Regions from separate parts of the Sus scrofa genome. Here region 2 is linked to region 1. A link is a contact called in public HiChIP or PLAC-seq data. All regions are on one chromosome and are shown on one strand. Each heading gives the region's core, a stretch centred on a gene start, on an enhancer-like site or on the middle of the called end of the contact. The rest is flanking DNA. Distances are from core to core; before and after follow the strand shown.

Region 1 (4,037 bases), core at 1,259-3,758:
AATGGTGATTATGGGTCAATCTGCAGAATTACCTGTGGTATCTATCTGGAGTGCAGGTTTTTGACAAACCTACCAAGTTCTAATCGTTCCTATATTTATTTTTATAAGATAACTACAGTCAAAAATAACATTACCTTTTTTTTTTTTTTTTGGTCTTTTTGCCATTTCTTGGGCTGCTCCCTCGGCATATGGAGATTCCCAGGCTAGGGGTCGAATCGGAGCTATAGCCACTGGCCTACGCCAGAGCCACAGCAATGCAGGATGCGAGCCGCGTCTGCGACCTACGCTACAGCTCACAGCAACGCCAGATCCTTAACCCACTTAGCAAGGCCAGGCATCGAACCCGAAACCTCATGGTTCCTAGTCGGATTTGTTAACCACTGCGCCATGATGGGAACTCCAACGTTACCTTTTTTTGAGATACTAAAACTGCAATGAAGAGATTGTCTCCTTTTAAAATACAATTATGAGAAATGATACCATAAAGTACACTCCTTATTTATGGGATGTTTTATGAAACCCAGTTCAATATTTTAACGAGACTTTAGGAATGCAAATATTATTAGAGTATAGCATGAAGAGCTATGAAGAAGAGTGTGTTTGAGCAATCATGGTTTCTTGAGGGAGCTATGAATTTACAGTGCAGTCCTACAAGAAGGGACAGAAAATAGCTATTGTGAACTGCACACTGATGAATTGCATCACATTTGAGATTTCCTGGTTCCTTTCTTCCTGTTGAACGTGAAAACTACATGGTTAAAGGTAAATTGATGTAAAAAAAGACACAAGTTCCCATTGTGGCTCAGCGGAAGTGAATCTGACTAGCAACCCTGAGGATTCATGTTCAATCCCTGGCCTTGCTCATTGGGTTAAGGATGGGTGTTTCCGTGGCTTGTGGTGTAGGTTGCAGACCTGGCTTGAATCTATTGTGGCTGTGGCTGACAGCTACAGCTCCAATTTTGACCCCTAGCCTGGCAACTAACTTCCATATGCTGCGGGTTCGACCCTAAAAAGACAAAAAAAAAAAGAGAGAGAGAGAGATACTTAAGTGTAGGATGTCAGAGAATAATGATACTACTTTCAAAAATAAAGTTATGGGGAAGAGGGAAATAAACCTGCCCAAATTAGTTAAAATAAAGAGATAACAATCTTAAAATTTGTATTTAAAAGAAATTACTTAGCTGCGTGGTGGTTTCAAGCATAATCTGATAATTGCTACCCAAATGACCGCTATTGGTAGACTTTCTTAAAAAGTTCCCCCCCCCCCGCCCGTAACGTTAGTAATCTGTGAACCCAGCCATTGGAAAATAAAGGGATTCCAGGTGCAGAAACCAGGCTTTTTGTACATAAGTAATAAAGCTTTAAAATACACCCAAAGTTAAGGATTAAAATAGAGCGATAGCTCGGAATTCTTCGTTTTCTGTTGGTTTCATAGAACCAAATTATTCGCAATAAGATTCGTTTCAATCTCCAGGAAAATATGCTTAAATGACCTTAACTGAGTTTCTTCCCGAGATACTTTCCGTGCTCCCAAATACAGTTTCTTAGCTAATTTTGTGCCATGACCTTTTGACAGCTCCAAAAGTCTCCTAAGAATAAGAATCCCTTCTCAGATCGCTGTAAATGTGTGCTGCATAGTGCCCACACAGCTCTCAATTCTGTCTACTGATTCGTAGTTAGGAATGCTTTGCCAGGTGTCAGAATTCTGGGAGAAGCCTAAGTGATGATGCTTGTAACTAATGTTACTGCAGCACCCTGTTCTAGCTGGGAATAAACCCTTCTCTCAGCTGACCTTGGAGGAACTAGCTCACCTAAGAGCAGCTGAGAGGCCACAGAGAAGAATTTGACTTTAGTTGGAAACATTAAGAGAAGTTAGACCTCTTCAAACATTCAGACCAATCATGACGAGCGAGAGGGTCCGGCACTCAATTTTGGCCTTTTGTAGAAATTAGTCTTTTCACAGATACATGACCGGCTTAATCATGCAATAGACACACCCAAGATTCCTCTTTATACTTGAGGAACCCGTTCACTTGAGAACTCGCTTGCTCCTGATGGGATGGCGTTGCCCTCCGAACTCTACCAGGCAGTCCAAAGCATTTAATCCTCACTTCTCGTCTGGGAGAGCAAGATGTGGGTGGCTGCGCAGCAGACGCAAACTCGTGGCTTGGCCGCGGGCCCGAACAAGCTGGGGCCAGGCGTTGTCCCGGCAGCCAGCGGGCTGGCCTGGCCGGTGAAGGGCGTAGCCGGGCGAATCTCTGCATCACAGGGGGCACCGCCCTCGCAGTGGGGGCGGGGAAAGGGAGGAGGAGGACGCATAGCCTGCGCCTAAGCCCCTTCGGTGCTGCAAAGCTTTGCTGCTGGAAAGAGTCTTTCCCCTCTCCGGGCGCCAACGTCCCCTCGCGCTGAACCTTCCTGGCTGCCGGGGGCCCCGCGCTCCCTCTGCGCCGCAGGGGTTGCCTCCCTGCTCGCGTCATCTGGGAGGAACTCCAGAAACGCACTTCCTCCGCGGCTGAGCCGACTTCCGCCCAGCGCCTTTGGGGGCACCGGGCCCCAGGGTTTTTAGCTTTGTCGGTGTTCAGTATCCTGTTTAACACTTTTTAACCCCATGCTCTCCTCGTGCCCTACAAAAACAATATAATGTCATTTCCAACTTCCCCAGGCTGCGGAGCCACCCCAACTCTGGCTTAACTTGGCACAACAGCCATCTTCGGAAATGCTGGTAGCCGTCAGTATGTCCATTGTCCTTCGTGGCTAGAGGAAATGACTGCTCATGACTCACGATGCTCCGCTTGAGGCCAGAGCAATAACGTCTCTGCTCTGGGAAGGACCCGTATTTGCAGTGAGTCTATCACAGTTTACTGGCTTACTTAATTTCTCTGAGTTCCTCTCATTTGTTGACGGATCAAATCAGGTAATGCATGCAAAGCCCTTAGAACAATACCTAAGGTGGTATCTAGCACAAAGGTTTAATGCAAGTAGGAAAAGTTGAAAGCCTCTATCGATAGATCACGCTCAATATCATGTTGGTTGTGTTAGGGAAGGATCCTCCGTCCCCTTCGGAATGGCCTTTTCCCACTGGTGTTTGTCACATGTTTCTTGAGTATGTTTGCCAGCTCTCAGGCCGACTTTCAAGCTCCTGGTTTCTAATCCTATCCAATTTGACTTGCCCTTACTGCAGAGCTTTGTACTGGATGAGTATTATGTAAGGATAAGTTGTACTAATGACTAGCAGTTGTCTATGCTTCTTACAATATTTATGAGGGAATGATAGAGAATTAAACATAAGAAAGTTTATCTTCCACCCCAAAATGGACAAACTCCAAATTTGTGACCAACTCATGGTCCACCGTATCTAGAGATATTGAGGAATAATTAGAACGTCTCCTTTCAGGCTAAATTAACTTGTTTCTATTGATTTCTGCATTCTCAGCAGGACTCTATAAAGTCCCTGCCCCTTCAAACACTATTCTCACTTCCCCAAAACTGAGGCTGAATACTGTCATACACCACAATTCCTACTGTGGAGTGAAATTATCTGATCTCAACACTGGTTGAAGAGGTGAGGTTCCTTATACTTTAGAACATTTAACTTTTATGTAAGTTACACTATAATAAAAAAAAATATCAAAAATGAAATGACATTGGGAAGTTCCATTGTGGCTCAGAGGTGATGAATCCGGTAGTATCCATAAGGATGCAAGTTTAATCCCTGGCCACGCTCAGTGGGTTGGGTGCCTGGTGTTGCCTTGGGCTGTGGTGTAGGTTGCAGATACAGCCGGGATCCCAAGTGGCTGTGGCTAGGCTGGTGGCTACCACTCCGGTTTGACCCTAGCCTGGGAACTTCATGTGCCTGCAGACGTGGCCCCCCCAAAAAAAAAATGAAATGAAATGACATTTTTAATAGTTAATGACATAGAAAGATGAACATATGTAGTTTGATGAAATCATGTGTACAAGGTAATCTCATTGTGTTTTTTTAAATGTGTATAAGGATATGCATCAAAATGTTAACATTTCCTATTTATGTCTATTTT
Region 2 (3,925 bases), core at 1,176-3,675, 69 kb before region 1:
CATAACTTCCATCCTCAGATGTGCTGATTGTAGTTGCACTGGAAGTTTCATCAAAATTAGGAGTGGTAAATATGCCTACTTCATTTTTGCTAATAAGAACTGATGGAGGAGGGGAAGCCGGAGGTGTTGGAGGAGGACGAGCACCATAATTATGGTCCTGATAATTAAACACAAATACAGCACAATATAAGTTCAATGGCAATATGAAATAAACAACTTAAATAAAATTTAATCCTTAACTTTAATATTCAAGAGATATGAAATTGGCCCATTTCTTCCTTAATACCTTTAAAATAATGACTTGGTGAAACCAGATATTAAATCATAATAGTGAATGAAAATGTCTATCTACAACCTTGGTCACCTTTATGATGTGGATTTAAGAACAGTGGTTTAAAAAAAACTCACTAAATGTGTGTGAGTTGCAATTATCTTGATGTGTGCAACTAAAAGAAAATAGAGGAACAAACTGGATATACTAATTGTTATTCATAACCTTCAATTTCATATAGTCCTTAGAACAGTATAATGATTTCCCTTTATTAACTCTTACTATACTTATGAATTCAGAAAACTATGCCAATTAAAAAATCTCAGGGAAGTGGAGGCTAAAGAATAACAAAAACAGTTACCAAAGACATTATCACCATGAAGTATACAACAGAAGTTTCAAAATTCTGGGTTTTTTTGTTTTGTTTTGTTTTGTTTGCTGCATCTGTGGCATGTGGAAGTTCCCAGACCAGGGGTCGAACCCACGCCATGGCAGCGACCCAAGCCACTACAGTGACAACATTGGATCCTTAACCTGCTGCATCACAGAGGAACTCCATAATTTTGGTAATTTTACTCTAGACTAAGTGGCAAAAACCTCTCATTTATTGTGCCTTAATAAATCACCAATGTGTCCAGTTCTGCTGCTGTTTCAATTTGTGCTCTGCCACTTACTAGCTATTCAACACTGAATAAATCAGCTTAGATAAGCTTTCCACTTTCTCAGCTCTGAAATGGGGATGAAAATTATACCTATCTTATGAGGTTGCTTTGAAGATTAAATGAGATAATACTTGGGGAGTTCCCTTATGGCAGAGTGGGTTAAGGATCTGGCACTGTCACTGCAGTGGCCTGTGTTACTGCTACATTACAGGTTTAAACCCTCGCCTAGGAACTTCCTATGCTGAAGGTGTGGCCAAAAAAAAAAAAAAAAAAATCAAAAAATGTTTAGTACAGAGCCTGATGTATAAGTGCTAAATAAGTGGTAATTATACAAATTACCATATAACTTAGAATCAACAATAAATAGTGTAATTCTACCTACCATCTTTTTATAGAGAAGGTAAAGAATTGTAACACTGAACTATTAATATCATAAAAAGCTAAATGATAATAATAATATAAAAATTTCTAGGAAATTCCTCTTACAGAATTTTAAATCCCTTGAATAAAAATTAGATCAATGAAAAAAAATTTAACTACAAATTACATACCTAATTATTTAGCTAGTATGAAACGATTCTGCTTTTTTAATATTCAGTTTTAGGCACAATACCAAACACATCAACTTTCAACCTCTAGATATAAAAAAACAGAGAGATACAGATCTATACATAGAAATAAAAGAATACCCTTCAAGAGAAACATTTGACACTTACCGCATAAGGCAAACCAATGTAACTGTGTGAATGATGCGAGCTGCTGGTATATAACTGGTGGGGATAACTGTTGGATTTCTCAACTACCACAGGGCTAGCTTCTACGGATTCTGGTCTGGAGGGAAAAAAGTTGCATCAAAGAAAATTCCATTTACTTTTATCAATTTAAAATTATAATTTTATAATTATTGGCTATTCAAAAAAAATGTCTTTAAAATGTCTAAAACACAGATATCTTGTGGATGTGATATATCCTATCTAGAGCCCATGTCATAAGCATTCCAAAAAAAAAAAAAAACACTTTTGCTTAAAGTACAATAAATGTCCCAAGTTTAAGTTCAAATATAGTTTCCTTGTCATTAAAAATATTATTAGAGGTTAAGCATTATTTAATATACTCAGTGTCATAAAGGACACTATGCAGAGGGGGTAAAGTAGGGAGAAATAATTTAAAGAAGGTTTAATCTATATGTATCACAATTTGAATGTGAAGTATTTATTTCACTGTTCAAAGCTTTATGCATGTGTTAGTGTGTCAAGACATAACAAAGCCTTGGAAATAGCAGAAATGTTAAGGAAGAGAAAATCTCATAATAATCCATAGTTTGCTCATGAAAAAGCACAAATAGCCCATAGAGTAAATCAGCAGTTCTGGCCTGATAATGGCTAAATGATAATGATGACCTAACCAACCAATGAAAAAACAGGGAGTAACAACTCACCCACTGTGGGTGACTTACAAGTTCCCTGGCCTAGCATTTTACACCCTTCACTTTCCCAATTTCCTCATTTAATATCAATCCTCCTGAGCCCTAGGCTGGTAATTCTTACTGATCGGTGTGGTAGTAAATCTACTTCTGAGGGCAATTCACACTAAAATTAATGTCTCCCTTGCATACACAACAACACAACTTGTTTCTGTACCTTTATTCTTATCAAAGCCACCATTTAAGATGACTTTCTCATAATAACCCTTGTACTTCCTCTTATTTAAAACCCTCCATTAGAATTTAGTATTATTTGCACTCTTCATGGTTTAAATGCTTCTTAATGTAATTACATTCTAATTAGTCAAATTTCTATTGTCAACTACTTCTTGATATACTGTTCGCCCCTTCACCCATTCCCTTCACAAAGTCTCAATTTAGCTCTAAGTGACTGGTGCTTGGGATCCAGAGGCTAGAATCAGTACAGGGAGGAGACATAACTGAGGTCAAGTGATTCTGAAGGATAATGCAAGTCTCCGATACGTTCTGAATATTCTGAAAACCATTACTAATGTAATGTCAATGATGTTATGTTAAAAATTGCTTATTCTTTTTTTAAAAAAGGAATGTTTCTTAATTCCAAAATTAATACATGCTCATTATACAAAATTCAAAACAGAAGTACCTAAGAATGTGAAAGACCTGTCTTCATCCAAACCATGTTAAGATGCTATGTATCCACCTTTAAATTTTTCTATCCATAAAAATATCTAAGTTGTTTTATTTGCTTGTTTTTCTTTTTTGGCCACCCCATGGCATACAGAGTTTCTGGGCCAGGGATCAGATAGATTCAAGCTGCAGTTGCAATATGAGCTGCAGGTGTGACAACCCTGGATCCTTAACCCACTGTACAGACCGGGGATTGAACATACATCTCAGTACTCCCAAGATGCAGCCAATCCCATCGTGCCACAACAGTAACTCTTAACTCTTGTTTTTTAAGTGAGAATATACACTACATATTCACAATTTACTTTTTCCCATCCTTCAGTGTCAGTACAATATGTAGCTTATTTTCGGTAATAACTGCTTATTTCATTATATAATGTACCGTAGCTTATTTAACAAATTCCCTATTGTTGGATATTTAAATTTTTTCTTTTTTTTTTTCAGTGTTAAAGGTATCGTTGCAGTTGTACACACTTCTATACATTATTTTCTGCATCCATGGTAGTATTTCTACTACATGGATTCCTTGAAGCAGAATTGCTGAACAAAAGGGTAAAATAGATAGATGCTGCCAGACTACCTTTGATTACAATATTAATTCTTTTAAAATTCTTTTAAAAAAAAAAAAGGTAGTAAGTGCAGTTTTAGCAATTTGCGATCTACAGTATTAATATTAAAGCAACATATAGGAATTATGGCCAGAAAAGATTCACTTTCATGGCAAACAATTTATATTTTAGAGTAGATAATGGTTGAGAAATTAAAAAAAAAAAAAAAATTCAGTGCAAAGGCAGGTTAAGTTCCAGCATGTAAACAAGCCATAGATCCTTTATATAACCT

Evidence for each region. HiChIP or PLAC-seq counts read pairs in DNA pulled down with a chosen protein or histone mark.
Region 2: an H3K27ac HiChIP or PLAC-seq map of alveolar macrophages shows a contact between it and region 1. The contact joins two enhancer-like sites. A contact is called at or near these places in 2 of 47 Hi-C or Micro-C datasets (embryonic fibroblasts and liver) and 1 of 2 datasets of contacts at active chromatin or transcription factors (alveolar macrophages).

Annotation. Positions count from the first base shown.
Region 1 is chr9:104,889,157-104,893,193 of Sscrofa11.1, reverse strand. All of the region lies in intron 1 of KMT2E (histone-lysine N-methyltransferase 2E), which reads right to left. LOC106504991 reads left to right here. Exons shown (of 3, transcript XM_013979822.2): 3 at 2,663-4,037. The coding sequence ends at 2,758. Among named protein-coding and RNA genes, the nearest start is that of KMT2E, 15 kb to the right of the region's middle. Within about 2 kb of position 2,508, at least 80 of the 83 cell types and tissues checked have an H3K27ac peak or open chromatin away from gene starts, as enhancers often do. A contact at or near this core is called in alveolar macrophages, where this site is marked.
Region 2 is chr9:104,957,856-104,961,780 of Sscrofa11.1, reverse strand. KMT2E (histone-lysine N-methyltransferase 2E) reads right to left here. Exons shown (of 26, transcript XM_021102573.1): 3 at 1,650-1,764; 4 at 1-157. Among named protein-coding and RNA genes, the nearest start is that of TRNAD-GUC, 42 kb to the right of the region's middle. Within about 2 kb of position 2,425, at least 1 of the 83 cell types and tissues checked has an H3K27ac peak or open chromatin away from gene starts, as enhancers often do. A contact at or near this core is called in alveolar macrophages, where this site is marked.